Linked DNA regions of Rattus norvegicus: region 2 is linked to region 1. A link is a contact called in public Hi-C data. All regions are on one chromosome and are shown on one strand. The core of a region is the stretch at or near the end of the contact, and the rest is flanking DNA. Distances in the headings are between cores, read along the strand shown. Region 1 overlaps Stk4 (serine/threonine kinase 4). Region 2 holds the start of Rbpjl (recombination signal binding protein for immunoglobulin kappa J region-like).

Evidence for each region. Hi-C and Micro-C count contacts between places; a contact is called where the count stands out from the background.
Region 2: a contact with region 1 is called in a Hi-C map of kidney, with 3 times the contacts expected there. The contact joins the promoter of Rbpjl here to the enhancer-like site in region 1. A contact is called at or near these places in 8 of 12 Hi-C or Micro-C datasets (the A7r5 cell line, the Rat2 cell line, Schwann cells and 5 more) and 1 of 1 datasets of contacts at active chromatin or transcription factors (oligodendrocytes).

The regions. Positions count from the first base shown.
Region 1 is chr3:173,216,348-173,218,877 of GRCr8, reverse strand. All of the region lies in intron 10 of Stk4 (serine/threonine kinase 4), which reads right to left. Among named protein-coding and RNA genes, the nearest start is that of Kcns1, 45 kb to the left of the region's middle. Within about 2 kb of position 1,262, at least 1 of the 93 cell types and tissues checked has an H3K27ac peak or open chromatin away from gene starts, as enhancers often do. A contact at or near this core is called in kidney, where this site is marked.
Region 2 is chr3:173,552,230-173,554,759 of GRCr8, reverse strand. Rbpjl (recombination signal binding protein for immunoglobulin kappa J region-like) reads right to left here and starts at 1,262. Exons shown (of 12, transcript NM_001108604.1): 1 at 1,088-1,262. The coding sequence starts at 1,109. Matn4 (matrilin 4) reads left to right here. Exons shown (of 11, transcript NM_001106539.1): 2 at 2,384-2,498. The coding sequence starts at 2,420.

The DNA.
Region 1 (2,530 bases), core at 13-2,512:
GGTACTTAGACATACATGTAGTCAAAACACCCATACACTTAAAATAAAAACTTTTAATTTGAAAAAGAAAATTTTTGGGGCTGGGGATTTAGCTCAGTGGTAGAGCGCTTACCTAGGAAGCGCAAGGCCCTGGGTTCGGTCCCCAGCTCCGAAACAAAGAACCAAAAAAGAAAAAGAAAATTTTTTCAAGCAAGACCTCCGGGCACATTCCCCAGGTTCTGGCTGAGGTTCCCACTCTCTTCTGACCTACCAGCCCACCATGTTTCCTGCTTTTCTAAGAGGGGCTTGCCACGTAGACCAGGCTAGCCTCACACTGGGCCTCCATCTGCCACGATTTCCCAAGGGTCATTATGGTGTTTCTTATAGAATGGGCTTTTCCTCTGATTTTTGCTTTGTTTTGTTATGTAGTGGTGGGGACCAAAGCCGGAGAGCTTCATGCTAGCTAGACAGGCTGAGGCTATGCCTAGACTCTGACACTAAGCCACACCCCTCAGCCCCTACAGCATGCTTTACAAAAGCGTTATCAGCACATTCTATGAGAAAAGCCCAGAGAGAGGTCACACAGTAAAGATGGTTAGGATGGGCCATTATATAACCCTTTAAAACTCAATCAAAGCCACGTCCCCCCAGACACTGACTTGGTCTTATGGATCAATATCGTTCCTATTTCTTTGAATTCTGCTCTTATATTTATCCTGTTTAATGCTTTAGCTATGGTCTTTCTGGGAACCTAAAATTATACATCTTCCAGAGTACCACTTTTTGTTGTTGTATTCTATATATTCCTGTCAGGTCTAAAGGGTACCCCATGTCCCCACAAAAAGAGCAGGCCCACCAACGAGGTCCAAAGTTGAATCAGGCTCAGCACAGTCTGGACTATAGGGGGTTCTGGTGTTTAGATAAAAGCCAGCATCCCTCAGGAACTAGGGAACTCTGTTGCCATCTGCCCCAAGAACCACTTCCCTTACCCCTGGATGGAGGGACCTAGAGGTCTGGTTGCATATCAAAGCCCATCCCAGCCTCCATGCTCCCTCAGTCCCTAGTCATAAGTACTTATCCCACTCCAAAGTCCACGCAAGCCAGGCTTCCCTCCTCCTAGTGACCAATTTGTTCTCTTCATAAGGACAGAGATTTTCCCGCCACCGCTACACACACTCTCTCTCTCCTCTCCTCCCCCCCCCCTCTCTCTCTCTCTCTCTCTCTCTCTGAGGCAGTCATCCGTTGGCTACAGTGTTATATAAGCTAGGCTGGCTGGTCAGTAAGCCCAGGGATCTACTCTCTGTGTCTGCCTCCCCAAGACCAGGTGATAAGCACACATCACCACCCCTGGGTCTCTTTTTTTTTTTTTTTTTTTTAAATGTGGTTCTGGACATTGGACTTAGATCCTCAAGAACTTTGCTGACTGAGCTGTCTCTAGCTCCTGAACGGTCCATGCTTGAGAAAGCGATATTTATACTATTGCTATGCTTTCAGTGTCCACTGCGTTCTTCCTATGTCTAGTCTATACTGTAACTGGATGTGACATTTATCCATTCACCCATCAACAGATGTATAGGCTTCACATAGATTCAGACTCTCATCCTCTCCAGCCCACCCATACCCCATAGTAATATAAGGCAGGTTTCTTCCATAGAATGCAGTCTTCAATTCTGTTGTTTTGAGATGCAGTCTTACTACACTGGCCTGGCTGGAGCCCTCACCCTAGCCTTCCAAGCAGCAAGGCCTCCAGGGGCACACTACACACCCCACTTCTACCTCAGTGAGTGTTCTCATGGTCTGTTCTTCTCTATTTCTCTAGTTTGAGCTTTTTGGTAACACTGTATTGAGATTTATCTTTTATATACTCTTAGAACACAGGTACTTTTAATCACATTTTCTGTGATTTCCAGAGTGTCTGCATTTGTCTGTCACTCAGCTCCAGACACTGACTTCGTTCCTTCCTTTATGCCCAGCTGTGTCTGTGTACAGCTCAGTCTGTGAAGAGCCTCCTGACCTGACGGCATGTTGTTCCTCCTGTCTTACGGAATGCTCTGTCTATACAAGGCCTCCTCCATGATTTCTCTTTACCATGTTTTACAAATTAGCCACTGTTGGGGCTGGGGTAGCTCAGTGGTAGAGCGCTTACCTAGGAAGCGCAAGGCCCTGGGTTCGGTCCCCAGCTCCGGAAAAAAAAAAAAAGAACCAAAAAAAAAAAAAAAAAAAAAAAAAAAAAAAAAAAAAAACAAATTAGCCACTGTTGTAGCCTAACTGATTTTATTTATGTTTGTTTCTCTCATCATTAACTCAATGAAAACACAGGCTCTGTCTTGTGCATCTACTCTGAGCTGGTAAATTATCGTAAACTAAAGTATTACAGGGTGGAGTTTTGCTTTTGAAGAGTCATGAACCAAACTGGATTTAAATTTAAAGCTTTTTGTGGAATTTTGTGCAAAATGAGAATGTACAAGTTCTTCTAAAAGGAATATTCTCTTCAAAAGTGTGATCGGTTTATAGAAATATCACTTTTAAAGCCTACTGCATTTCTAAGCAG
Region 2 (2,530 bases), core at 13-2,512, 340 kb before region 1:
GCAGTACCTTTTCCAATCCTCTCCAGCGAGGCCAACAAAACGCAGGTTCTCCTTGCCTAATCTCCTCCCTCCACGTCTGGCACCTTCCCAAAGTGTCCATTCCGGGTTAGCTCTTGAACTCATAGACCTCTTTGGAGTGCACTTTCCCTATCCTCGGGGCATCTGAGAAACTTTCTCTTAAATTCAAGGATCCTTATCTGGAGATCTGGGTTCACTCTAATGGGCTACCACTTCAAAGCAAGCCTTTGAACGATGACTCTCTTTGCCCTCCCTCGACCGACTTTCCCCCGTGGATCAGCGGGTTTGGAAAGCTGAAGTCCAGACCGCAGCTGTTTTGACTTTTTAAGAGACCTGGGGTGCAAGCGAGGTGACATCAAGTTCGTGTTGATTTAAGCCAAGAGCAGGATAAGGGAGCCCTTAGTCAAGAGCCAACCCTGAATCCAAAGGCCCGGTGGACCTTTACTCAGATGCTTGCACTGCGGTGCTGCCTTCGCTATGCCTCACTCTACAAAAGGCTTGCCCTTCCGTCTACCTCCACCAACAAGCCGCTGGCACATCTAGCTAGCTCGTCACCATACTACGACAGACCCTGCCAGAAGGAGTTTTGTTCCTCTACCCTCCCTGGAAAGCCAGAAGGGAGAAGAATCCTGAATAGGAAGCCGGTCTGGAGTCAGCCACTCATCGGCCTTGCTCAGAATGGGCTCATTCAAGGAAGTTGGGGGGGGGGGAGGGGGAGCGCTGGGTTAGGGGGCGCTAGCCTACTCTGCCAAGAAACCACAGAAAAGTGGATAGAGCAGGCTCAGTGTGCCATGTGGGTGTGGGGTAGGGAACGGAAGAAAGGCTTAGTGATTCTTAGGTGCAAGGGAACCAGGCTGCTCTGGGGGAAGAGACAGAGATGGGGTGGGAGGTGGGGGGTAACTACTGGGTTTAATTCTGTGCCTGGAGCCCAGCTAGCCGCCTTATTGGGCCCCTCATTTTCCATCCATACTGTGTGTGTGTGTGTGTGTGTGTGTGTGTGTGTGTGTGTGTGTTCCCTTCGTGGTTCTCAGAGGACCTAGTTAAGCTACACAGGAAAGAGAAGGCTCACCTGTTGTCTCCCCGGGGTTCATGGCCGCCGTCGAGGCCCAGGCCGCTCTCTCGCTGCCCTCTGGGCACGTCTACTGCCACTGTCTTCGATACCGTTCACACCAATAAGCCCCGAGCCGATCCTCGCTCTGGATTTATCGCGTCCAAGCCTAATCTTCAAGGTCCCGGGACTCCCAGCCGCTGTTTGCTCTGGGCAGGGACACCTGCTGGGCAGATGTAGGCTTCCCACGGCGTAGAAGCCAGATCCAGTATGCGCCCCCTGGCGGCCACTTTTTTAAGAGCAGGCAAGTAACAGGCATTTCTTGTGTAGGATTTACTGGCCCACCACTAACAACTCAGACACCAGGAGTTGCTTTCGGTGTGGCAGAGCTGTGGCCCAGGGTGTGGGGAAGATGGCGAATGACCTCTGTCTGTAGAAGAAGAGCATGTGAAGCACCTTGGCTGACTCACACACCAGATAGACAGGACTCTATCTCAGCCACAGCCACTTTCCTGCTGTAAGGGGGGGGGGATGTATGTTATATATATGTATATATATGTATTTGTATATGTATATATACACACATGTATATATGGTGTGTATGATCTGTAATATATACTATATATAATTTTTTAAAAATTTATTTATTTATTTATTCTATATGAGTACACTGTAGCTCCCCTCAGACACACCAGAAGAGGGTCTCAGATCTTATTTACAGATGGTTGTGAGCCACCGTGTGTTTGCTGGGATTTGAACTCAGGACCTCTGGAAGAGCAGTCGGTGCTCTTAAGCACCGAGCCATCTCTCCAGCCCCATATAATTTTTTTTTTTTGGTTCTTTTTTTTTTTCGGAGCTGGGGACCGAACCCAGGGCCTTGCGCTTCCTAGGCAAGCGCTCTACCACTGAGCTAAATCCCCAACCCCTAATTTTTTTAAATACAGGCATTTGTCTCCTTTTGAGCTTTATGTGATTTTGTCTACTTCTTATTTACTTGGTGTCCTGTAGTTCTGCAAAATGTCATTTTCTACAAAGGCTTCCCTGTGAATTTCAGCAATCCCAGTGTGGTGATGTCAAAAAAATTATCATGAGTCTTTTTGTCTTGTTTTGAGACAGGATCTCACTATGTAGCCCCGGCTGGCCTGGAACTCACTGTGAAGACCAGACTGGCCTCAACTCCCAGAGATCTGCCTGCCTCTGCCTCCTGACTGTGCTACCAATTCGTGGCAAGACATTTTGAATAGATGCAAAACCAAAGTGTACATCCCCTGATATAAGAGTGAAGTCCAAACGTTACCAACTTCTTTCTGCCTGCAGGCTGTGACACTTCGGTTCTTCATCCTTCCAAGCACCATGAAGGGCCCTTTTTGCTGGCCACTGCCTCTGTTGCTGCTTTTCTTGCAGTCCTGGGAAACCCAGCTACAGCCTGCAGGTGAGCTGGATCCCAGCCCTCAGCATGCGAGG